7 separate regions of the Mus musculus genome follow, and all the other regions are linked to region 1. The links are chromatin contacts, called in public Hi-C and promoter capture Hi-C maps. All regions are on one chromosome and are shown on one strand. The core of a region is the stretch at or near the end of the contact, and the rest is flanking DNA. Distances in the headings are between cores, read along the strand shown.

Region 1 (3,441 bases), core at 236-2,735:
GAAAGGTGGGGGCCGGGTGGGAAGGCATGGCAGATAGTGGCCAGATGGTGAGAAGGAGGCAGTTCCGGACACAGCCTTGAAACAGCGAAGTTATGTGGGAGAGTGAGAGCAAACTGACCCTGCCGTGCAGATAGAGTGGGCAAAGCGTGAGTAAAGACAAGGAACAAGAGGGCGAATCACAGGAAATACTGCTTGGTGGGTGGGAATCTGCGGTTGGCACCAGAAATGGCATTGGGGAATGGAATCGTCTTTGCCCATCAGGAGGCCACTCACGCTTGGTCAATTATTGGTCTGAAATTTCTCACCGAAGGCAATGCCATGCAGCCAGCCGCACTCTGTCACAAATCGGGGTCCTGCAGCCATATAGCGGAAAGTTCTTGAGTACAAAGTGAAGTTTGAGTATAAAGTGTGGTTCGTAGACCGAATGCCGCTGTGAGATGTGAGGTGATGCTTCTCATAACTGCATCAGGCAATCTGTGGGTTGGGGATGACAAGTAGGTTGGAGACACCTAATGTGGGTTGATACATGGGGTGGCAGACAAAAGATGCTTAGTAGAGACTAGAGAGATGGCTAATACCAACCTTTCTCTCACAAAATAAAACTAGAAGCTAGGGATGAGGGATCTAGGTCCTGTTTGGAAACTGACCAATAAAATTGGGATGACCATGAAACTAAATGTTTAGAACAGGTCTAGAACAGGGGACTACTATCTCAGACCTGATTTATAAGTAGCCTACTGTAGGCTGGACAGTACAGTGGGCTCTAAAACCACAAAGGTGTTGATCATATTAGGTTAGAACCTCTCCTGCAGCAGGGGTTATTAAATGTGGCTCTATTGAGCCATTTGGCCTGTCAAAAAGTGTTGGCATGCACCAATCATGTGGGACATGGTGTTGAAATGACTTTTGACCTACAAACTCTGTCTTCAGTCATAACCATGATGTTTCTATGTATTTCAAATAATGACTTCCACTGATGAATACTTGGAAAGCTTATGTGCAGACAATGGAGGTCTGCCTTTTATCAGCAAACTCTGACCCCATTATATTCTGGCTTAATGCTCTAGAGCAGACCTGTCTCCTTGGTTAGGCATTTCAAGGATCCTGGGGTCTGATCCTACCTTTGTCTCAGTTCGTTCCTGTCCCTTCTTTCCCATATCCCTTATCAACAAGTCGGGTGCTAACCTAGCAAAGGGGTGTGCTCTGTATGTAGAACAAGCCTCCTCCTTTTTGTCAAAGTGACAAAGTGACAAAGGATGCTTCAAGACTCAACTCAAAGGTATTCTTCCCCATGCTACGTCTTGATAACACCTTGCACATTTTACTTTAAATGCTAGCATGCCAATTAAGTCTACTGGACTGATTGTTCCTCAAGGCCAGAAACCATGTTTATTCATTGTTGCTTTTCTATATAGCGGACCCTTTTCTAAGTGAAGAGGCTAACTCAAGCTGCAGTGCAAACTATGACCACCAGATGGCAGTAGGTGGACATTTTGTCTCTCTCCCAGCATGAGGGAGAAGAAGGGTTTGTAACAAGTGCCTTTCATCTCTGCCCTTGCAGACAAACGTGTCTCTGAAGACAGAAAGAAACCTTTGACTGGCTAGTCGGATTCCCACACCCCCGAATAAGAATAACAGGTGGCCATTGTATTCTCCCTTTCCTGACAACTCTGTCCCTTAGGCTCAACTGTATTCCATGATGCAGGAACATAGATATTTCAGTTTGATCTTCACAAGGACAAGGTGACCGTCTTCTCAGGAACTGGGAGGAATGGTCACCAACACCCACTGATGGTCAGCGTCTGTTGAGGTCCCAGAGCTTCCTGCCCACATCCATCTGTCAGACCCGAGCAACTGACAAATGTCAGACAAATATCCAGTGCTGACATTTTTTTCTAAACGTTGTTATTGTATTTTTGCTTGACATGTAATAGGTATACATATTTTTAGGCACAATAGGCGTTAGATATAAGAATATTTTGAAAAATATAAATAAATAAAAATTAAAAATAAAAAAGAACATTTTGTGTAATAATCAGTATGGTATTTTATCATATCTAAATTACCTCAGCCATTTATAATCTTTTATTGTGAGAACACTTAAATTCTTCTCTTGTGGAAGGTGTTTGGAAATACACAGAGCAATACTCACCATAGTTATACAGTTGTGCTTATAGTGACAGACAGACCGTCTTCCTTTTACCCAGTTAGGCATAGGCCAGACTCTCCCTTCCTTCGCCTCCTCTCTGCACTGTCTGATTACCACTTTCCCAGTCTACACGTATGACATCAGCTTGTTTTGATTTCTCAAACGGGTGAGGTCATCCCTGTGGTATTTGTCTTTCTGGGCCTGTCTTGTTTCCCTTAGCTATGCCCTCCAGACTCATTCACAATACTGCAAAGTTAAGAAGTCAACAAGTCTTAATGACCAAATAATATTCTTCTGGGTATAGATAGACAGAAGTCATAAACGTTCCACTGATGGACCCTACCATTGATAACAATCCCAGGCTTTCGTGAAAATCACCAGCAATTCCCTGCGCATGTGTAATACTGTGAAGCTAGTGTCTTCCCTGAGGACTTGCCAGCTTAGTTGTTGAGCACAGTGAGACAGCCCTAAGCTTGAACTTTGAAGCAGCCTAGAACCAGAATCCCTGACTTCTTTGTGTTTGCTGGTCTCTGAAGTGCCCCAGAAACCAAGGGACTCTGAAGTGATGCCCAAGCCAACCGAACAGCTCTAGAGGCACGCAAAAGTCCTCTCAGCCCTAAAGTAAAAGGGCCAAGAGTTTCCCTTCCTCGTTCCTCTATCACAGCTAGCTTACACTCTTCTCTACCCTCTACTGCCTATTGGCATGGTAACCGGGATGCAGAAAACGGGGGAAGTGTCTATTACTCTCTCCATAATTCTTGACAGTCCAGCTCCACCAGTTGTTCCCTAAGCCTATTCTCCTGGTTATTTTTTTTGGCAGTTTGACATAGCTGGAGTCATCTGAGAAGAGGAAACCTCAGTTGAGAAAGGGCCTCCAACAGACTGATCTGGAGGCAAGTCTGGGAAGCCTTTTCTTCATTGATGGTTGCTGTGGATGGACCCAGCTCACTCTAGGGAACCTTCCTCTAGGCTTGTGGTCCTGGGTGCATAAGAAAACAGGCTCAATGAGCCAGCAGCCCTTATCTATGGCTTCTGCTTCAGTTTCTGCCTGCAGGTTCCTGTGTTGGGATCCTACCTCGAACCCTTTCAATGGACTGTGACTTGGGATACATAAAGCAAACACGCCCTCCTTCCCCACTCCAAGTCGGCCTTTAAAATTTTCAGCAGCAGAAACCAAACTAAGAAAACTATGGGCTTTAAAAAAACCACTATTAGAGAAAACATCATCTTCAAGTATGAAGCCTAATATTTGAGTAAGATTCCACAAAGCCTAACTTCTCTTAAATAAACGC
Region 2 (3,441 bases), core at 650-3,149, 920 kb after region 1:
TGCCATTTCTCTGTCACTGAGGACCCTACTTTACAACATCCAGCCCAGAGAGGTCCTCATACTGTCATTATTACAACTTGGTGTTCTGGACGGTCTATTCTTCTTTCTTGAGATCAAAGGCTTTAAAATAAGTAACAGATTTAACCCACTAAGAATTAACTTGTGATATTTTAGGTTAAACAGAATATATCTGATATTCTTCAATTGACATTAGGGAAAATCATTCTGGCATGCTGTCACTCTGGTGCTAGGTTTCTAGGTAGAGAAACCCAAATGGTAGAAAATAAATCAATTTTGTTTTTTGAAAGTATATTGATCTGAGGGCAGGGGATAGGAGATTTCTGGAGGGGAAACTAGGAAAGAGGGTATCATTTGAAATGTAAATAAAGAAAATATCTAATAATAAAAAAGACAGTATATTGATTTGATAAAGATAAGTTACTTATAGATTAATCAATATATTCCAGGCACTGTGCTGGGCAGAGAGGAGAGTAATGAATGAAGCATATGTTTGACCATTCGGCTTAATAATAGTCAAGGAGTGGACGAGTGAGCAGGAAGTCAAGACAGTTGGGAAGCTGTACCACAGGACTAGTCAGTGAGCAGGAAGGGGTAGGGACCTGTGTTACATGGAGAAGGGATCAGAAAAGAAATGATGGTTGAATCACTGGGCAGGTCTGCTTGTCATTAGGTATGTCATTTGCTGATGGTCCCTTAGCCAGCTTTTGCTGTTGTCCTTTGTTTTGGGGTGCTTGGAATTCAATCAGGGCCTTGGGTGTGCTCGGCAAGTACCCTACTGTTGGACTACAGCCCCAACACTGTTTATCTATTCTTTAACCTCTCTCTTTTCCTTATTTTGCTTGCTTGGTTTTGTTTTTCAGACGGGGCCTCACTATATATAGCTCAGCTAACTTGGGACTCCTTCAAGTGTTGGGAGTGAATGCCTGGGTCACCATACCCAGCTTTCTTTTGGTTCTTTAGCAGTTATTAATCAGGACCATGACAGGTACACTTTGGAAGTCTGACCTTTCCAAGTCTTTTGTTCAAGTCATCTTCCCACCGTGGGTGGCCACTGGACCTAATTCTAGCTAAGATGGTAAAAACAGGAAACAGATGCAGGGATTCTTAGAAGTATTTGTTTTGTGGCACAGGTGCCATATTTTCCTTCCATCCCACCCTCAGCACCAGACTGTGTGTGAGGGTTGGCAATGGAGTCACCAGAACCCAACTGCCATTAAATAAATCTAGAGAGTTTTGACCCAACACAGTTACAGTGAACCTATTGATCCTCTTGGCCATCATGAACAACGTTGTATGTGAAAAACAATTCCTTAGCATTAGTGATCTAGGTCTTTGTTATAAACTTGTATCTTACAGGTTTGAGAGTACTTTTGACTTAGACCTCTTGTTTTGATAACCTCTTAACAAAGTTATCTATTATAAACAACTCTTAAAAAAAAAAGAAAACAAAACAAAAAAGATCTAGAGCAAAGAAAAGAAGAAAAAGCAAGCCAAGTCAAGCCAGCCACAAAGGGGCTGTAGATAGCATCTCTTTGGTTACTCCTTTTTCCTCCACAAATGAGGCACTACTAAGATTTATCACTGTGAGATTGAGACAAGAGTTATAGGTGTCTGGCCTCCTGTCTCTGCACCACCGTATATTTCTTTAATGAAGTGTGAGACCAGAGCTCCATAAATTCCCATAGTAGCAGAAGCAGGCAGGAGCTCGTCAGCGGAGCTATTCAGGGAGCCCAGCATCACTCTTTGCGTATTAGAGAAGTTCACAGCTGGCTAAAAATAGGCTTGGAGAGAAGAAGTCGCTTTTAGACCGCAGCTCATTTTGGATTTCTCTGGAGCCCCATTCTGGGCCACCGTGTATTTCCTTTTTCCTTTCGTTCTAGTAAGAGCACCCAGGCGGGTCAGAGACAATAGCTGCATGGTTATCTTTAGTTCCACTGTGCACTGAAAGCAGAACTCCGAAGAAATAACAGTAAGCCCCGGGGTACATGGACTGTTACTGCTTTTTAATAAGCGCTAACGCGAATCGAGTCTTTCCTGTGTCCTGGTCTCAGTGCTTGCTTTAAATTCTCAAAACAACCCCAGGAAAGAAAAAAAAAAGCTATTAATAGCCTCCTCCCATCTTTAATGAGGAACCAAAGATTCAGAGCAGACAAGCAACCTGTTTCCAGCCATAGAGCCCTGGGGTGTGAACCAGCGTCTGATTCTTTTCAGAGCCTGCACCCTCAGTGCCACCCCTGTAAGGATACACGCGCCTTTCTGCATCCCATTAGTATGACTCTTGTTGTAGGCCAATGAAGCAAGCAGAGGGGGACACTCCAGGGCCTCCTCGGGGAACGGACTACACACATGAAACCGGGACTTGAACTGTCAGTTTTGGAATCTTTCAAGACACAGGCAGCTCAGTCATGGAGTACACGTGGAATCCTCTCACGAGACTGCGTTCTAAGATTCAGCAATGGGTCCTCTGTCAAGGAACCAGCTGGCCCTGGGCTGCCCTGATTTATTTAGGGTCTTTGAAAGACATGTTCCTCCCTTATACCTGTAGTGAGCGATGTTTGGTACTTGTATGTACGACCTCAAATGTAATACTGTTTTCACGGTTGATCAAGCAGTCCTTCCTTCATATTGCAGGATCGAAGTGTGAGTTGGAGAGGGTAAATGTCTCCCGTGGAATGCGGCCAAGTTAGCTGATAAAGCTAATACCAGATCTCTTTGAACGTTTAAATTATCGAGTGACAAGAGAGCTGAGCCTTAGTTTATAGGGCTGAGGGTAGGTATTGTGCACGTGGATTTTTTTTTTTTTTGAAATACCTGAGTTTTGAAAAATAACGGTGTTCTGCCCACATTTTCAAGCACAGTGGTAGTCAAAAGAAAAACTCTATGGAGGTAATAATACCTTGTATTTTAAATACTACTTGTCTCTGAAAAGCTCAAAGCACTCTATAATCATTTCCTTATTATCACTCTCAAAACTTCCTGGGTCAAAAAGTTACAAAGTTTGTATCTTAACAAACGGGCCTCAGTTTCCTCTTTGGACATAAGTGGTTAGATGGTGAAGTTATCCTCTTAGAACTGTCAGTCCCAACAGTTTTCCTGCTCTCCCCTTCCCCAGCCTCAGAAGCACCCTCCCAACCCCCAACCCCTGCCAGCCAGGAACCCTGCTTAACTCTTTGTAAACCTAACAGGGGAGTCTCATGGTATAGAACCGTGAACTATTTCAAGTTACAAAGGTTCATGCAGGTAAGGCTAAAGGTGGAGATGCTTCCAGGTGGGCAGGGGCGAAAGGCCAGAGAGGTACGGTGGCTCCCAGTCTGTCAATTTGGATGCTTGGAATTGGTGTTTGTCTTAGGGTTTTACTGCTGTGAGCAGACACCATGGCCATGGCAACTCTTATAAAGAACAACATTTAACTGGGACTGG
Region 3 (3,441 bases), core at 368-2,867, 870 kb after region 1:
AGGACCCGGGTGTGTCCCCCTACCCTTCACATAGCTAATCCTCAATAGATTGTATTCTGGATTCCACAGGCTACCTTCCAAAGATTACATACAAGATACACAGTTTCCTCTTTAAGTGCCCCTTGGCATTGGCAAGGACACCAGGAGACTCCTGGGAAAGCAAGATTCTTACTGGGTTTCTGCACCAACATCCCCCACCCCACCTCAATCCAGCAGTGAATATGGGGCTAGCAATTCAACTTCTGTGGACCGGGGTCTACTTCCTGTTTGTAAAACTGAGAAAGGGTCCCGCTGGGAGAGGTTGACACACTCTACAGTAGCCCTGTACACTTTCCCTCTTCCCCTAAAGCTTGTCTGAAAACTCGCTTGTGCCGGGAATAGTGAAAACAGTGAACCATTAAGTCACTAACATCTTTGAGAAAAAGTTTTACTGCAGAGGCAAGTTTGCAAAGGGAGTGTATAGAAACAGGAGAGTCCCAGAAAGGATCCGCGGAGAGCTCTTGCCAGGCCTTCCTTGTGGGGGAGGGGAAGCAGTGGACCCCCTTCCTAAAGAGAAAGAAGGCCAGAAACAGTTTACACTGCCCTGTCCAAGTACCCAAGCCACAACTCCACTGACACGGTCTCCTGTCATACTCCCACCCCAAGCCACGAACACAATTCCACCCACGCCCACTCCCCACCCTTATTTAGCCTTCTCTGGTCTGCAGCTGCCTCCCTGACACGAAAGGCCTCGCCTTTTTTACTTAAGAAAACTCCCTATCCTTCAAAGGAGTCAATCACAGGCCCCTCTGGGATTTCGGGTCCGGCCATGGAGGCCAAAATAAGAAAAGTCCTTCCGCGAACTCCCATAAAAAAACCTGATCTTTGCGTTCTCTCCAGGATTTGGCCCTTCCTACTTTGAGTCAGGTTAGGCTCCTGCGTTCCAGTGAGCGCTCCCAGAGGGCAAAGTTTGGCCTCTGTAACCTACAGTGCTTAAAAGCAGTGGAGACTCCACAACCGCTTACAAAAAGATAAATTAATTAATAAATTTTTTAAAAAATTTTAAAAAGGCAGCAGGGGAGCAGAGGTCCGGAGCCACCGATCTTAACCTGGCTCCACCTTCCAGGGATGACTTCCAGGAAAGCCTGCCTCTCTTTGCCTCGCCTGCCCTGACTGTAAAATGGGAAGACTCCGAGTCACTGGGTCCCTAGGCCCTTTCCGCGGTGACAACTGGGATTCCACGAAAGCTCGAAGCCACCGGGCGCGGCCCCGCCCCCTGGGCACCCAGAAAGGCCCGGGCCGGGGGCGCGCTGGGGACTCCCGCATCCGCCCCTCCCCCACGGCGTGCACCCCCGCTTCCCGGCCGGGGACCCGCACTTCCGCGGCGGGCGGGGCGGAGCAGGGCGCCCCGCGCTCCCCACCACCCTCAGCGGCCCGTCCCCCGGGGGGTCGGGGGGTCGAGCGGCGCCCGCGGGCCGAGGCTGCGGGAGGAAGCCTTCGCTACGATACCTGGGGGAGGAGGTGGACCGGGCAGCGGCGGCCGCGACGGCTGGAGGCGGAGGCTCGGGCGGAGGAGGAGGTGCCGGGCACTCCCCCTCCCATTGTCCCGGCCCGGCCCGCGGCCCGCAGCGGCCCGCTCCGCCCGGCCCGCGTCCTCCCCGGTGCCCGGCCCCGCTGCCGGCCCTTACCTTGCAGCGGCCGGCTCTCCCCCGCCGCTAACGCTACTTATCCCGGGAAAGCTCGAGCGGGCCCCGGGAGCGAACCCACAGACAAAAAGTGAAACTTCAGCAGCAGGCCGGGAGTGGCTGCTGGTTGGTGCTCTCCCCCTCCTTCCTCCCCACCCCCTCCCCGCGGTCTCCCGTGCGGTGCCCTGAGCGCTGGAGGCTGACGTCAGGGGCCTGAATTCCTGACTTTGCCTGCACGCATTTGTCCATGTAAGGTATGGGGAGGCGTGTGCCCGCGGGCCGCCGCACTAGCCGGACGGGGAGGGGGCGCGGGGGGCAGCGGCGGCTCGAGGTGGGTGACCCTGGGCAATGCACTTCCTGGAGGAGGGGACGCGGGGGGAGGAGGGGGTACAGGGAGCATGGGAAGAGGAAGGAAAAGAGGGATCTGCCTCCACTGGAGGAAGAGGAAGGAGATGCAGGAGGAAGTCGAGAAACCGGCACAACTCGGGTCTGTTCTGCAGACGACAGATTGGAAAGCTGAGCTTGAGCAAAGAGATCCTGCCATGGAACACCCCACCCCCCACCCTAAGAGCCTCGTCGGAGCCCCGCCCAGGACTCCAGCAGGACTCAGAAGTCCGGGATGGTAGAGAGCAACTTCAGTTCCCTTCGCACAGGAGAGCTCCGAAGCTGGGACCTGACCCAGTCCTGCCCCGTGGAGAGGAGCCAGTATTCTACTCTTAGCTGGGTTTCCGCCTCCAGGCACGACCCGGCCTCTAACTGTGAGCTTAGACCCAAGTTAGAGCTAGGCAGATGACTTGACCCACTGAAGTGACTAACCCCAGTTCCTGGAAGGTTGTGGTTGACAAGCCTTGAGAAACAATGGCAATCGAGTGCTTCAGGGCAACTTCCTGTCCTTTGTTCAAAGACAAGAACCTTTGGAGTTTAACTTTTGCTTCCCAACCCTGCCCTGCCGGAAAACCAACCAGAAAGCTTGCTCTGTTCTTACAGCTTAAAAAAAGAAAATACACGAACTGGGTGAACTGGTTTGAATAAAGACAAGCCTGTTCTTGGAAGGTTGGGTTTGGATATTTTGTGTTTGATATTTGTAAAAGTGAGCAACGATGAGAACCCCTTTTACTAGGTTAAGATTCCGGCTAGGAGACACTGGAAGCCCTCTGGCCCTCAGTAGTGAACGCTTTTCATCCCGGCACAAGAGAGGTTTACATAGACACTGTCACAAACTAACCAAAAACACAGATTTGGGTGTGGGTGTGTGGGTGGGGGTGTGGGTGTTTCTATCCTGTATCCTTTGCTTTACCCCAGTCTCCCAAACAACTTCAACCCATGCTAATAACACAACCACCCATTCTGGTCTTTGATTGGGTTGGGTAGGATCTAAGGAAAATACCATAACATGACCTGCACAACACAGCTGTCTGAGCATGCCCCTGACCTTCCCACTCTCAAGCCACCTTCCACCACCGTGGGCCCTCACCTTCTACAGCCTAACTCAGTCATGCAGACAGAAAAAGTACACCAGGGACTTCAGGGGTGGGGACGCTCCAACGTGCCTCTTCTCCGGTTATATTTTGATGAACCTTTCGGACTAAGTGTCAAAGTACGTACTCCTGTACTTAACATGTATTGAACATTTCTCCGGCAGTCTTCAAAATTCAAACACTTCTGGGGCCAAACTGCTTAACCCCTTTGCCCTCCCAAGTTTTCCAGCTACACACACTCAAAAGTAGGATTACAGCAGGAGAGAACACGGGTACCTGTGCGTTCCACGGGAAACAGG
Region 4 (3,441 bases), core at 482-2,981, 830 kb after region 1:
ACAGAATGCTTCTCCAAGTGTCACTTCTAATAGATACAGGAAGAAAAAAAAGAAAGAGCTGGTTCCTTGATCCATTCCTCTGTATCTCATGTGTCTCACTCTACGTCCTAAGATGTTTCCTATGCACAGGCAAAAATACCTCACTTGATTGCAATAAGCCAATAAATCTAGAACTCTCAAACTGATGTAACAGGTATAATAATCTAGTCAGTTACCCAACAAGCTTATGGTCAATGTAAACACCAAGCCACAGAAAACAAAGCCTGCTTATGGCAAAATTATTGACCTCTTCCTTAAAGGTTCTAGCTTGGACAGTTTTCCAGATTCACACCTCTTAGGCTTGCTTGCTGCACTCCTGGACCATCCAGCCTCACCCGGCGCCATGCTCAGGACTTGAGAAATGTTTGCTCCTTTCTCTTATCTTGGCCAAAAGATGAACGGTGCTTTGACCGGTGACCCCAGCAACATGTCCAGCACTTACAGAGTTTTGCCACTGCAGCAAGAGTTGAAGTCCCCTCCCCTGAAACATGGGTGAGTTTGAGTCTGCTCCAACCGATGGAGAAGAGAAACACAGCCTCTGACTAACAACTACTGGCTAACAACAGCATGTTGGTCAGGATTCACCCTCCCTCCTTCCTTCCCTCTATTTGCCTCTCCCTCCCTTCTTCCCTCCCTCCCTCCCATATCCCTGTCCCTTTCCTCCTTCCTTCAACCTTCCTTTTAAGGCCATCAAACTAAGTGCATGCTGCGAAGAAAATCTATCCTGGAGAACATATCCAGCCATCCTGACCTGTGACTGTCAGCATTGCGTGTCTCTAGTGCCCAACCTTTAATTCCTCCAGCCAAGACCACAGGCCTTGTAAAACAAAAGCTCTGGCCATGTAGGCAGATTTCTTCCTCCTTCTTTGTCCTGCCTAAATTCTTGACCCAGAAAACTCATGAGCATATGTGATTGTTATATGCCCTAAGTTTGCAGCCCTGACTATTCTTTCAGCTTCACCCATCCCTGCTCAGACCATTTCTTCCTACACTGATGAAGTCCATAGACGATCTTGTATGGAAATGGCTCCACTGCGTGGTTGGAAACAAGGTACAGGTTCTATCTGTTACTACAACTAGGGGACACAGCAGAGTTAATGGGGGAATTGAAGATAAACAGACACAGACCAAGAGCCTTGCTCAACTCTACATCTGCCTAGTGAGTCCACTGAGGACTATGGCCTCTGCGGGCCTCTGTGCTCTCATCTGTAAGAGGGCTGGCTGAGCATGATTAGGAAGGCTAACTGCTGAAGGGCTTGTGAGGATGAACTGAGAGCTACCCAGAAACTGCAGCCATCTCTGCAGCTATTGACTACCCAGCACTTCCTCCTTGCTAGTGTGACCTCATCCCCAACACAGCTCCACTGCCTGCCTGCTCAGCATGGAGCTCAAGGCCTCAGACATGACACGCAGGTCAGAAACACTCAATCCTGGCTAAAAAATAAGCAAAAACTCCTACCTAGCGCATCAAGACTGCAAGCTCCAGTGGCTAGGAGTGTACACCCTGGAATCTCTGGCACAGATTCAATTCCCAGCTCTGTCAGGTCTCGCTGGTGGCCTGAGCTCTCTGTGAATGTCTCTTTATATGCAGAACAGGGACAGAAATGACACTTTCCTCACAGAACCAATACAAACGAAGTAGCCACCACTTAGTCATGTCACCAAGTATGTCGGTGCATGAGCAATCCGAGACTCATTCAACTGTAAACCCTGGTGCCTGGTGTACAAGGTAAAGAGTCAGGATCCCAGCCCATCTCTCCAGCATTGTACCGAAGCCAATGCACTTCCCATGCTCCCCCACAAGCACATTTAATGGGAAATGTATCTCACTTGAACAGGGGAAAGCAGTCCAGACACACCAGGGCTGTACCTCTGGGCATAGCAAGATGATAAGGCCAATGTCAGAAACCCTGCTTTTCAGCACAGTCAGCTCCTGTGGGTAAAATTAGCTCAGCTCTGTTCCAGTGCCAACCGGAGCCCCAAGGCAAAACTCACCCCAGGCAAAGCACGACCTCACCTGACCCTCACTCTCAGGAAGGGGTCCCTCATGCACCTCATTAGGGACTGCAATGACTCACTAGGCTCTTTCCTGTCTCTGGCTGCTGAGTTCACCTCGCTGCTATCCAAAAGCGCAACTCCACAGGAGAACTAAAGACAAATGCAAGCAGCCATTTCGGCTTTCTTCCCTCCGAGGCAGCTCACAGCAAGGACTGAGAAGGCTGCTTGCAATGCCAGCTGTGTGCTGAGAAAGCTTCCTGAGTTGTATAACCCAGCTCACAGGCAAAGAGCGGGCACTTGCCCAAATAGACCCCTGAGGTGACTATCCTTAGCTTTCTACAAAAAGGACAGTGTTGACAGAAAGACAGGCCTCTGCAGTACCTCTGTACCCTACAGCACACAGCACAGTAGACTAGAAGACCGCTAGAATCTCCTCTGCACCCTGTCACCCCAGCCGAGCAAGGACCACCTCTTCTAGGACCCTCCCCATTCACACTGCTACCTGAGTAAATTCCACCCCACCACACCCGCACCCCTTACTCTAGAGCACTTAGTCAGGCACAAATGACTAAAGATACAGAAATGAGAAGAATGTCCCTTCCCCTCCAGGAAAAGCAGTGAAGTTCAACAGAGGCCCAAAAAGGAGGAAGCAGAGATAAGTAAGGTCAAAGGTCACAGGGGACCGTAGTCCCAAAGGGAATGAGCAGGCGACGGGGGCAATGTTTCAGAGGAGAAAATGCAAGTGTCAAGCCATAGAAGGTGACAGAGAATCCAGGTACATGCCTGAAGACACGGCTACCACCTGCTGACTCTCCCCTTTAATAGATGCAAAACATTTGGAATTTTACTCTGGGTGAAGAAATTAGAGACTTTGAAAAATAGAGGTAGGCCAGAACATGTTCCTGAGTCTATAATTCCACTCGTGAGGAACAGAGAACACAATCAAAAAGGGCAGGACCAGGAAAGAAGGCCAGCTGAGAATGCTAAGAGAAAGGCTGAGCTCGGGAGGGGCCCTAAAGGACGACAGGAAGGGAGGGTTGTGGAGTGGCTGCCACCATAGCTGACAATACAAGCTGAAGACAGGGCATCCTGCATCCCATGCCCCCACCCCTCCCCCCACCCCTTGTGTTCCGCTAGCAGTGACTTGCTTCCCACAGTGACAGTGACATACTGAGTCTCTTTAAAGACTTCCAAGTGCAATGTCCAAGAGGCAGTGACGTCATTCATACGTGGGCCTCCAGCTCACGAGTTCCAAACCAGAAAACCTCACGCACCCGGCAGGAACACAGATTCAAAGACAACCCAAGACAAAGTTCTGGAGCCCCTACCCCTCTGGCATGTGAGAAGGGCAGAAGCCAGCATGGAAATCTGGAAGAAAAGCTAAGGACATCAGACTGAGAGAGA
Region 5 (3,441 bases), core at 269-2,768, 790 kb after region 1:
GTCTGTTCCCAAAGTTCTCAGCTACCACAGATGTAATGCTACTGAAAAAAAAAAAAATAATAAAGAAAATTATCTTGTTCAATATCCTCGTTTTATAGTGAATAAATAGAGGTAAAAAATGTTCACAGTGATAAAACAATTAAAACATGAACAGCATAGCTCAGGAATAGGCTAAGCCACTCAAAGCTACTCGGGGGACTAAGGCAAAAGGCTTACAAGTTCAAGGGCAGCCTGAGCAACTTAGCTATCCTCCAATTAATACAGGAAAACATACAAAAAAACCTTCCCATTTTCCTAATCAGTATTGTTTTAAAGAGATGTTGTAACAAAAGGCTTGGCAAAAAACAACTTAAGGAAGGAAGGATTTCTTCTGCTTAGTTAGAGGGTGTGGCCCATCGTGGAGGGTAAGGTGCTGGTCCCACTGCAGCCCCAGGCAGAACGGCGTCCTCAGCAGGATAGCACCCAGCTCACTTGCTTTTCAGCCATTCTGGACCCCAGTCCATGAGGCAGTGTCATCTCCATTCACAGTGCATCTTCCCTCCTCAGTTAAACAGCTCTGGAAATGCCCGACCCTCTCAGATATGCCCTAGGAGATTGTCTCCTCAAGACTCTAAGAGCAGTCAGGTTGACAGACAGTGAAGATTAACGTCATGGACCAAGAAGTATGTGACCTCTGCAAAAGAAGGGTATAGGCAGATGAAAAGCAATTGTTATCAAAAAGCGAAATGAGAGAGTGGAAGGAAGAACTACGCTTTGTAACATCTACTCATGTTGGTGGGAAGGGGGTGCTCAGGTGTAGAGGTTAAAAGATGACTTCAGACATCAGCTCTCTCCTTCCATCACCCAGGACCCAGGGATCCAACTCAAGTCATGAGAAACACACACAAATGGGGATGAGATGGGGGCTTAGAAAGCAGGCATTTGCAGTTTGCTCTCATGGACTTGCTATGTGCTGTGTGAAGCATGAAGTGCCTTTCTGGAGAGCTACTCAAAGGGAGCCTTGGTGAGGCTGTGTCAACTGTCAACGTGCACTTCTAATTAGGAAGTCTCCTACTGTCATTTTTTTGTTATTTTAATTACAGTTTGATCAGTGAGGAGCTATTTTGAATCTATGGGACTTTCCTAACCAGATTGTTTTGTCATCTTAAAGTCACTCAAATCCAAGGCCTACACAATATGGCAAGTATCTTTCTCCCCCTTCTCTTCTTTATACTCAAATTCTAAACAAAGGAGCCATCTGTTCTCTCTGAAAACATCAGCCCTTGTTGTCGTTTTCCCATTAATAATAGTGCCTCAAACTTATATAATATCTCTTCCCAACTTGCTTATTAAAGCATTTTGTAGACATAGCCTCATTCATCTTCAACATTATAGTCTATAAATGGGAGAAAGGGGAGATGCTGGCCAATTTTTAGCTTGGTAAATACTCGTTGGATGGTTCATGAATCTGAGTGAGAGCTTGCATGCTAGCAACAGAAGGGCCCTTGCTGATCATCTAGTCCAATTCTGGCCCTTGTGTGCATAAACAGAGACTGCACAGGAAAAGTGATTCTGTGTCCTGCTTGTGGGCTTGGCTCTCTGCTCCAGGCGGCAGGCAGACAATGTGGAAAGCACGTCTTACACACTCTTGTGTCTCCAGAAGCTGCTGTCTGAGTGCTCATTTAAATACTTGCTCAATGAGTGATCATGCCTCTGAAGAGTTTGGAAACAGCAGGTGTGGCAAAGTCAGTCAGGGTCAGAGCTCAGCTCTTCTGCCCTCCTGCTCAGTGTGTAAGTGTCTGGTTAGCATCCTAAATATAAAAGGAACAAAATAGAGAAGAGGTGAGAAGAAGAGAGATTGAGATTGAGCAGATGTAATGGCTTAGCCATTGGCCATGTTAAAACTTAACCCACGTTAAGGCAAACGTTGAGGGAGATGTCCCAAATACTCTCTGCCATCTTTGCATGATCGCTATATTGGGGAATCTGAAGGAGCTGTTCCTAAAACATCCTACTTGGGAGGGAAAAAAAGCTATCTGTCTAAATGCCAAAGGACAGTATGTCTCTAAAGCACACATTAGTCTAATAAGGACAGTCCTCCACCCTGTAATTTAACGTCATCAGTCCTTGTAACTCCAGAGGACTCAGTGTTATGTCAGGAAATCTAGCAGTCCACAGTTTTCCAAGGAGCAGAGAGGTCACTGGAATAAAGATCTTTCTTTCCATGTGCCTGAAGTCAGCAGTTCAGCTGACCTCTTTTTCTTATTTTCAGAACATCTTATCCCCTGCTGTGAATCCTTGTAACTGTACAGAAAATTAATGGTTCCTAGAAAAGCAACCCAAATCTGAGATTCTAACATCCAAATTGCTTAGCAGTTCCAAGACAGTCAATAATTCTCTAAAGATCCTTCCACATAGTCTGTCCCTGTAGATGATAAGACTGGGGGGGGGGGGGAGAGCAATGAGCGTTTCCCTTTCATTGCTGGAACCCAGCTCAGGACCTCATGCATACTAGAAAAACTCTACACTAAGCAGCACCCTGAAGCCCAAGATCACTTTCCATAAAGTAGAGAGAGAAGAAGGAGGGAGAAAGGGAGAGAGGGAGAGAGGGAAAGAGAGAAGGTCATATAACCAACTATGTTACAATATGATCTCACATTAAAAATAAGTTAAAAATAAGCAGAAAATAAATTCTTTTCAAAATATAAACAAATTAACACACATGAAATGTCAGTTCTGACTTCCACACCTGACAAAGGAGAGCTTCACAGAGGCAGAGCAAGCCATGAAAGACACTTGATTCCCTCAGACATGGAACTTTGCTCTTACACAGAACCTGTCTAGAGTTCACATACACAGGAGACCATCACCAGTGTCTGGACTGTCCTCAACACCAAGGAGAAGTATCTAGATGCTGTCAGGCAGTACTGCCAGCTAGAGCTCTGTAGATTATGTACTTGGGAGTTTACAGCAGCAGTGGCCTGCACAGATATGTCATAGCAGGCCCACCTCACTCTGGACACAATCCTTTCCAGACCTAGGATTTGCTTACTTAAGGCAGCAAAATTCCCAGGACCTTCGGGGTTCTAGCAGAAAGTACATGAAAGGTTAACCCCTTCTTATACTTTCCAGATAAAGCTGTCCTTTCACTCATGTGAGCAACCTTGCTATAAAACTACTTCCAAAACAAGAAGTATCACTTTGGAATTTGCAGACAAGCCTCATAATCTAACATCCTAATATTTTATGTTTAAAAATGAAGGATCCCATATTTATCACATAAAAAGCCTACTAAATGGAAACGACTTTCATCCCTGAGCCTCTTTCATGGCGCTGTCTTTAACACAGCTGCTAACAAGGGCCATGGTCCTAAGTGTTTGTCTCCTCACTGATTATAAAAGACCAGAGAGGCCTGCCTGATAGAAGGGTCAGAGTCCATGCCAGGCTCCTTCTGCAAAAACT
Region 6 (3,441 bases), core at 453-2,952, 770 kb after region 1:
ACGAATGAGCAGTCAGCAACCAGAACTCCTTACCACTATTGTCCATCAGCGGGGCAGGCATAATTCAGCTGAGAAGAGAAACAGACTGACACATAGCCCTGCTAATCACAGAACCAGTCACCAAACATCACAGCATTCAAGACTAATGAAATAGCATCCCCTACCATCCTCTGGTCTGCATAGAGCTGTGTATGGGCACACCAGAGTGTGGGCCCTCATGCTGCTTTATCAGGAAAGCTAAACCTTAAACAAAAATAAAGGTACCAGCCTAAAACCACAAACACTCTCCATCCTGCCACCTTCTCACCAAATGCCCAACAGCTCTCTTTGAGCCTCACTGTGGTCATTAGTAAAATGAAGGTAACACTCACAAGCCTGCCACCCTTATGGACAAGGTATAGAGAGCTGGTGAATTACTGAATGTGGAAGGGGTTAGTCCACTGTAAAGCGCTTATAAGCCTACGTCATCTATCATACTCCCCAAAGGATTAGTCATGGTCAATAAATTATTACTGTTTATATGACTGGTCTTTCCTGTGGTTTCCTCATAATAGCACCACGCATTTGTAACCATTAAAATTTATGCTTTTACTGAAGCAGAAGATGCACTGGTCTCGGTGTCCCTACGTCTACCTCTGAGCTATTTGTAGAGACTGCTAGAGAATCCCAGAAATCGTGCTTGCTCTTTACCCTTCGGTTCTGGCCCTGAGAAGAAGTCAACATGCACAGTGTTCAGTGCCTTCATTCTTTTATACTGTACAGCACAAAGTGCTCACACTCAGGTCATCTTTAAGATGGTGCCACCCAGACAAGCAAACGGTTGCCCTCGACGAGCACCATGGGTTGGAACTAGGTGATAAAGGGGAGTCAGACGCTACACGGAAGAATCTGATCTCGATATTACAGTGAACACCTAAGGCAAAAGTGTGGCTTTGTCTGGGCTCTGTTTGGTGTTAAAGAACACAATGGCAATTTGATGCAAATCGATCCACTTGGTACTGCTGAACAAGAAGGAACAACATGAAACACAAAGAAACTGATCTGTAGGCTTTGGGGCTAGAAGAGACTTTCAAGGACCAATCGTATTTGCCAGACAGAGAAATGAGGATCTGGAGAATGAAGCATGACTCAAGAGTGAGCTCTGACATGGCTTCCCCAGAACACAGACCTCTTGTCTCCCGATCTCTCCAAAGCAACCCCTCTGTTATACAGCTTCATCTCTGCCCTCCCCTTTCTCCCAGGACCAGGGGGCTGCTCTATAGCCAGCCTAAACTGTAACAGGGAAATGTAGTTCCTGCAGGGTCCTTAACAAGGGAAAGGGGGACTCCTAATGCCCTATGGCTTTCTCAGAGCAGTAACTTTCTACAGTTACTTGGGATAGACAAGCTGCCATTGCGATATAATAACCACAAGGCTGGAAATCTGTCAAGAATTTCCTTTATCTTCTGTCAGAGAAAGTTCCTTTATCTTATGTTAGAAATACACCTTGCGAATGGGGAGAGGTCAGCGTTGACTACAACCATCTACCAAAAGGGTAAGTCACAGATGCCCGTAACAAGACTACAGCACTTAGGGATAACAGATTGCAGAACCCATAAAGACAGAAAGCATTCAAAGCCTTTCATTGCCTCACACGCAGATGACCACACTCCATTCTTCTCTCAGTCTTATTTAACATCTGTGACAGCCCAGTGACTCATCCAGTCCCTGCCTGGAAAACTCTCTCATGCCCAGTTCCATCTTGTAGAGTGCAGGGAAGCAGTGGGACCTCCCTCCTGCTGGCCCCACTTCTCCCATAAAGCAGGCTGAATGGATAAGAGCAGCAATGACTGGGCAAGGCCATGGAAAGGCTGCATTGAATTAGTGTAAAACTGTGGTGTAAACCTGCGCCATGTACTAGATGCCTCCCTACACACACTGATTGTCCAGAGATAAGAGAATGGGGAAAGGAGGTGGACCAAGGTGGAAGAAAGGCATAATGTGCCTAGGATCGAGAAAAGCTCTGCCAAGCACAGGGAACAGTCTGCCAAACATACTTAAGGAAGTCACAATGGAAATGCAAAGCCAGTATTTATTCTGTCTTTTTAGTTCAAGTCACAGAAAGTATCTGGAAGAATTAGAAAATGCTTTGTTTGGGGAATTCCACAGGAAATGAAATTATCTCAGACAAAATTAGAAGGAAAGCAAACAGATACGTTAGATGTCTTGGAGATCACAGCATCCAGCCACTTCACGGCTGAAAAAGGCACGCCAGGAAGAAAGTGCGTTTCACAGTTGAATGGCAGTCGAACTGGGCAGAAAACCTATGTCTGCTGGCTGTAAGAATGATTTCTTAGTTCCCATCCCATGCTAGCATTGATTTGAACACTAACTGAATTAAGCCGACTCATGTCTGAAGAGCAAAGGGAAAATAAACTTTTCCCTGTGGCAGATGCCTGGAACACTGGCTTCTTTCTCAGAACTTCACAGTTCATGTCCTACATAACGTGGAAATCAAGGAGCAAGCGCCCTGTTTCTTCAGTAGTGCACGTACATTTCTTAGCAATGCATTGCATGTCTGGCATCCTCGTCGGCTCCCTCTCCTGCTCCTCTTATTACCATATTAGGCACTGAGTTCCAATGTCTGGGTCACAGGACTCAGGCTGTGAGTGTGAGTGCAATCTGCTCTCTGAGCTGTTTGTCTTTACTGGAAGCCCACTGAGTCCATCTAGGAAACATTCACAGAAATGCAGAGGGCAGGGAGAAGTGATTCACACCCTGAACTTAGAAAGGGGAGAAACGGTGCTTTGGTTTGGTTTTGATTTGTTTTCTTATGCTCACTTAAAGGGACGAGAACCAGATTGGAAGAGAGGGCGGCAAGGTTAGCAAATCTCAGAGGCTTCTGTTCTCCACCGTGGAAACACGGGCCATGGATGAAGCTGTGTGAGGAGAGATTCCTGAGGCCTTGTGAGAAAACTCAAACAAACAAACAAACAAAAACAACAACAACAACAAAACCCAAAAAACAAACAAACAAACAAACAAAAACAAGACAAAAGTCTTGTGAAGTAAGTTTCTTTAAAACAAAGAATGCGATTTTGTGTTCCCCCCACGTGAAGGCATGGGAATGAGTTTACTGCAGCTGTTTTAGTCACGTGCCTCTATGGGAAAACATTTCTTGTCGTGTCCTTTTCATTGTGCATTTAACTCTGGCGACTCTTCTTAACCCTCAGCGTATAAACTGTCCAGTGCTCTAAATAAAGTTGGCTATTACATGAGACTTTAATCAGCTTCCCTTTTAGGTCCCACTCTCCCAGGTTCAAGCTGCCAACGGGAGCAATAAAACCTTCACAATTGTATGTATCTGTCTATGGATGTGTGTCCAAGAGCACAGCCACGCTTGTGTGTTTGGAAGTGAGAGCTGTTGTAAACTTAAGTGCTAGGGGGGAAAAAGTTCATTCC
Region 7 (3,441 bases), core at 422-2,921, 750 kb after region 1:
TCTGCCTTTCCCTTTCTATTGGGATCCCTCTGTTCTCCACAGGAAGGGAAGGGGCATGAGTTACTTGATTGTGTAGAAGGGCAAATGCAAGGCAGTCCCTTACTCCAAACCTTGAGACTCATCTGACTACTTGGAGTGCATACTCCCTTATCTTCCAGGCTGCAGGATGGACAGATGTAGCCCCTTAATGTGGAGGGAATGCCTGGGAGAACGTCAAATGGTTGCCATGTTGGCAAGCCCACTGAGCTGAAAGACTTAAAGACCTCTCTACAGTGCCTCTCTGCCTGGCATCTGCATCAGCTTTAACTGGTTTACAGTAAGTACAAAAGAACAGAGAAAGAACAGCAAATGGAACTTGAATGAGGATTGGTGGCCAACTGTTGGTGAGATGCAGGACTCTCAGTATGTCTCCTGCTCTAACACACACTGAATGATCACTGCCTCATACCTCCATGCTTCCACTGTTGCTCTTGCTCCTGGATAGCCTGGCATGGCCTTCCCACATCCTTTCCTGTCCCCATCCCAACCCCTCACCTTCTCACGTGCAGCCAGTTTCTGGAATTTGTTCTTTAAATGCTCCCTGCAAATCACCTCTTCCAAGTTTCTGTCCTCTGTCACTCTGAGGTCACACAGACATTCTAAATCTAATGTAAGTCCAATGTCGACAGGACTGAGACCTCCTGAATTATCAATGACTAAGTCCATTCATTTCCAAATCATCCTTTCCAGCCCTCTTCCATTCAGCCAAGTTAACAAACATTTACTGAGATCTTATGTGCCAGGTCTCTTATATTTTGTGCTGGCTAATTTCATGCCAACCTGACACACAAATGAAGTATCTGAAAGAGGGAAATTTCAATGGAGAAGATGCCTCCATAAGGTCCAGCTGTAAGACTCTTCTTAATCAGTGACTGATCCGGAGGACCCAGCCCGATGTGGATGGTGCCATCCCTGGACTGGCAGTCCTGGGTTCTACGAGCTAGGCAAGCAGGGTAAGCAATCTAGTATGTGGCACCCATCTATGGCCTCTTCATTAGCTCCTGCCTCCAGGTCCCTACCCTGTTTGATTTCCTGTCCTGACTTCCTTCAGTGATGAAGGAAGGAAGGAAGGAAGGAAGGAAGGAAGGAAGTGTAAATCAAATAAATCCTTCCCTTTCCCAACTTGCTTTGTGGTCATGATCTTTGACGGCAGCAGCAGGAACCCTAAGACACATTGACCATCATCTTTCCCACGAAGAAGATATAATCCTCAGTCTCAAGCCCACACAGGGCTGTACCCACAAAGGTACACCATTCCAAGATCATCATACTGTCTGGGGTGTAGCCATGAGAACTCATCTACTGAAGCAGAGCAGCAGATGCAGATGGAAGTGAGCCACTAGGACGCTAATTCAGACCATGTGCTTTTAGGTTTGGAGGAGGAAAAGAATTGCCACTGAAGGAGTGGGAGCAGTCACAAGAAGAAGGCAAAAAGAAAGTCCTAACGGGCACTGCTCCACGGAAAGCCTAACTGGTCGATGTGAACAAGACTCCCATCCCCAAACTTGCTTTGAAAACAGAGGTCTGGATAACTGTGGTTTTGTCACTAGATGAATAACAAGCCCTGAGGGTTGCTAGAATTTCAAGACCCAGACCAGATCCACTCAAATATAGCTGGAAGCTTTCTAGTAACTCTAACGGTGCATGGGCAATGAGCTGCACAGAGAAGTGAGTCACTTACTGGAATCTGTGCTGCCTACATTACTCAGCTGATATTAATACACCCACTTGTTCATTAAAGTTTAATTGGAGTTCATGTGAATTGGTTTCACTGGATACTTAATCAAAGAGGACTGTTAGTGTACAAAGGGCACACTTGCAAAGGTGGAAAGGCAAGTCCTCTCTTGCCTCCAAGCACGTCCACAAGGATGAGGCAAGGACCGATGAGGAAGAGGAGCAGCCGCTGTCTAGACTCACCCCAAAGCAAGAAAGAGTAAATCAAACATTCTGTGTAAAGGACCAGGAAGGAGCATTCTCCAACTCCAAAGCATGACCAGAATCCACCCAGGATACAAATGCTAACACACTTAAACCGGAATGTGCTCCTTCTAAACCCTTCTGGATTCAGTAACACGGCTGCGGGGCTCCTTTTCACCTCCAGGGCACCTGTCTTCCAGCTGTATATCTTTATTTTTAAAATGGGTGGATAAGAAAATTAACCATCATTCAACATAATCACACACTTCTCTTGTGCTGACAAGCAAACCATGAACACAATCCCAAACGCCTATTTATACAATCAGGGCTGTCAGTACCCTGTTATTTCTTATCGGATAGCTCATTAATCAACATTTTAGGAAGTATTAGTTTTTAAGGCTCAAAAAACAGACTGTGTGCAAAGTAAAGAAGAAATAGATTTGGGGTTTGGTGGATTTGATTATCTCATCAGCATTTTCTTATTTCTGTTCATCATTGTTAATATGCAAGACAACTTTGCCCCCAAACAAATCAAGGTGAGGTAAAAACTTGGCAATATACCCTATTTTGATTCCCTAAAGGAACTTGGAAAGCTTTTGACTGAAGGGCAGACTAAATTTCTTCATAATGATACTGAGATGTAATTCATATACAAAATAAAGTCAGAGACTTGTACTAACATCACCGTAATCTAACTTAAGGATATTTTCAAGGTTTCCAAAAGTAACCGGTATCATCCAATCTGAAGAAACAGAAGAATGTAAGCCAAAGAGAGGAAAATCCTTCATTGTCCTCTACGCTACCCTTGCCACAAAAGCTTCATTTCTAAACTTGTGTGAAGTGGAAGAAGGGGTGTAGGATATACAGACTCCTGTGAAGGTAGAGAATACGCAGGTATATGACCTTAAAACATACACGCTGATATATATCTGATGCATAAAGCACACTAAAAAGTATCACTAGACTCTGTAGACCTCAACAAAGACCATCGAACTCAGAAATTCAAGGGATCGAGAAAGTCAGCCACACAAACGGAAGCCTATTCCGTTTGCTTCTGCTGCAGCCCTTCAAGAAGAGAACAGTACACTCAGAAGTTGCCGCACGAGAAACTACACAGTACGATGGAAGAAAACCATGATCCATAACGTGCATTCTCTGCTCCAGACTTCCTAGGTGCCTCAGACTCTGAGGGATTCCAAAGCATTTGCCTAAGAGAATATAATTCTTTCCACTTTCAAGCAAGCAGAGTGCTTGGACTTCCAAGCGAGTCCAAGTCAGCAAGAAGTTCAGGAGCATTTCCCATCCCTCTGTCATCTCGGCTGAGGACATGTTGGGCTCTCTAATAAAACCAGCCTGTAATCAGAGCTGGATCCTAGAGTCACTTTGGTTGGTTTGTTCTGTTGTTGCTGTTGTTGTTTGCTTTGCGGTTTTGTTTTGTTTTCTTATGTCTAGAAACATAATCTCTCATATCCAACATTTTTATTT

The links. Promoter capture Hi-C pulls out the DNA fragments that hold promoters and counts their contacts. A called contact is a pair of places that touch in the nucleus more often than the background predicts.
Region 2: a Hi-C map of pro-B cells shows a contact between it and region 1, with 3 times the contacts expected there. The contact joins two enhancer-like sites. A contact is called at or near these places in 1 of 15 datasets of contacts at CTCF or cohesin (large pre-B cells), 7 of 484 Hi-C or Micro-C datasets (B cells, bone marrow-derived macrophages, embryonic stem cells and 2 more) and 5 of 115 datasets of contacts at active chromatin or transcription factors (the 230-238 cell line, bone marrow-derived macrophages, fibro-adipogenic progenitors and 1 more).
Region 3: a promoter capture Hi-C map of pre-B cells shows a contact between it and region 1, with 3 times the contacts expected there. The contact joins the promoter of Lppos here to the enhancer-like site in region 1. A contact is called at or near these places in 17 of 39 promoter capture datasets (the 3T3-L1 cell line, 3T3-L1-derived adipocytes, the C10 cell line and 11 more), 1 of 15 datasets of contacts at CTCF or cohesin (large pre-B cells), 13 of 484 Hi-C or Micro-C datasets (the 3T3-L1 cell line, the C10 cell line, Sertoli cells and 8 more), 16 of 115 datasets of contacts at active chromatin or transcription factors (the NIH/3T3 cell line, astrocytes, bone marrow-derived macrophages and 11 more) and 2 of 9 other capture datasets (adipose tissue and embryonic stem cells).
Region 4: a contact with region 1 is called in a Hi-C map of bone marrow-derived macrophages, with 11 read pairs. The contact joins two enhancer-like sites. A contact is called at or near these places in 4 of 484 Hi-C or Micro-C datasets (the BV-2 cell line, the Ba/F3 cell line, bone marrow-derived macrophages and 1 more), 2 of 115 datasets of contacts at active chromatin or transcription factors (embryonic fibroblasts and fibro-adipogenic progenitors) and 1 of 9 other capture datasets (embryonic stem cells).
Region 5: a contact with region 1 is called in a Hi-C map of cortical neurons, with 3 times the contacts expected there. The contact joins two enhancer-like sites. A contact is called at or near these places in 1 of 15 datasets of contacts at CTCF or cohesin (large pre-B cells), 9 of 484 Hi-C or Micro-C datasets (bone marrow-derived macrophages, cerebellum, cortical neurons and 5 more) and 1 of 115 datasets of contacts at active chromatin or transcription factors (large pre-B cells).
Region 6: a Hi-C map of myocytes shows a contact between it and region 1, with 7 times the contacts expected there. The contact joins two enhancer-like sites. A contact is called at or near these places in 2 of 39 promoter capture datasets (the 3T3-L1 cell line and 3T3-L1-derived adipocytes), 1 of 15 datasets of contacts at CTCF or cohesin (large pre-B cells), 25 of 484 Hi-C or Micro-C datasets (the C10 cell line, the C2C12 cell line, the HL-1 cell line and 12 more) and 4 of 115 datasets of contacts at active chromatin or transcription factors (bone marrow-derived macrophages, cardiomyocytes, fibro-adipogenic progenitors and 1 more).
Region 7: a Hi-C map of the C2C12 cell line shows a contact between it and region 1, with 5 times the contacts expected there. The contact joins two enhancer-like sites. A contact is called at or near these places in 1 of 39 promoter capture datasets (the 3T3-L1 cell line), 1 of 15 datasets of contacts at CTCF or cohesin (large pre-B cells), 12 of 484 Hi-C or Micro-C datasets (the 3T3-L1 cell line, the C10 cell line, the C2C12 cell line and 6 more), 3 of 115 datasets of contacts at active chromatin or transcription factors (bone marrow-derived macrophages, fibro-adipogenic progenitors and large pre-B cells) and 1 of 9 other capture datasets (embryonic stem cells).

Annotation. Positions count from the first base shown.
Region 1 is chr16:25,261,990-25,265,430 of GRCm38.p6, reverse strand. No RefSeq gene overlaps it. Among named protein-coding and RNA genes, the nearest start is that of Tprg, 23 kb to the left of the region's middle. Within about 2 kb of position 1,485, at least 86 of the 459 cell types and tissues checked have an H3K27ac peak or open chromatin away from gene starts, as enhancers often do. A contact at or near this core is called in 3T3-L1-derived adipocytes, the C2C12 cell line, Sertoli cells and 11 more, where this site is marked.
Region 2 is chr16:24,346,564-24,350,004 of GRCm38.p6, reverse strand. No RefSeq gene overlaps it. Among named protein-coding and RNA genes, the nearest start is that of Lpp, 45 kb to the left of the region's middle. Within about 2 kb of position 1,899, at least 74 of the 459 cell types and tissues checked have an H3K27ac peak or open chromatin away from gene starts, as enhancers often do. A contact at or near this core is called in bone marrow-derived macrophages and pro-B cells, where this site is marked.
Region 3 is chr16:24,391,831-24,395,271 of GRCm38.p6, reverse strand. Lppos (LIM domain containing preferred translocation partner in lipoma, opposite strand) reads left to right here and starts at 1,617. Exons shown (of 2, transcript NR_037954.1): 1 at 1,617-1,918; 2 at 2,165-2,716. It overlaps Lpp (LIM domain containing preferred translocation partner in lipoma), which reads right to left and starts at 1,922. Exons shown (of 13, transcript NM_178665.5): 1 at 1,668-1,922.
Region 4 is chr16:24,433,416-24,436,856 of GRCm38.p6, reverse strand. The region is part of intron 1 of Lpp (LIM domain containing preferred translocation partner in lipoma); the gene reads right to left. Among named protein-coding and RNA genes, the nearest start is that of Gm24440, 29 kb to the right of the region's middle. Within about 2 kb of position 1,731, at least 164 of the 459 cell types and tissues checked have an H3K27ac peak or open chromatin away from gene starts, as enhancers often do. A contact at or near this core is called in bone marrow-derived macrophages and muscle stem cells, where this site is marked.
Region 5 is chr16:24,469,513-24,472,953 of GRCm38.p6, reverse strand. The region is part of intron 3 of Lpp (LIM domain containing preferred translocation partner in lipoma); the gene reads right to left. Among named protein-coding and RNA genes, the nearest start is that of Gm24440, 65 kb to the right of the region's middle. Within about 2 kb of position 1,518, at least 13 of the 459 cell types and tissues checked have an H3K27ac peak or open chromatin away from gene starts, as enhancers often do. A contact at or near this core is called in cortical neurons, where this site is marked.
Region 6 is chr16:24,493,917-24,497,357 of GRCm38.p6, reverse strand. The region is part of intron 3 of Lpp (LIM domain containing preferred translocation partner in lipoma); the gene reads right to left. Among named protein-coding and RNA genes, the nearest start is that of Gm24440, 89 kb to the right of the region's middle. Within about 2 kb of position 1,702, at least 100 of the 459 cell types and tissues checked have an H3K27ac peak or open chromatin away from gene starts, as enhancers often do. A contact at or near this core is called in the C2C12 cell line, bone marrow-derived macrophages, fibro-adipogenic progenitors and 3 more, where this site is marked.
Region 7 is chr16:24,513,596-24,517,036 of GRCm38.p6, reverse strand. All of the region lies in intron 3 of Lpp (LIM domain containing preferred translocation partner in lipoma), which reads right to left. Among named protein-coding and RNA genes, the nearest start is that of Gm24440, 110 kb to the right of the region's middle. Within about 2 kb of position 1,671, at least 41 of the 459 cell types and tissues checked have an H3K27ac peak or open chromatin away from gene starts, as enhancers often do. A contact at or near this core is called in the C2C12 cell line, where this site is marked.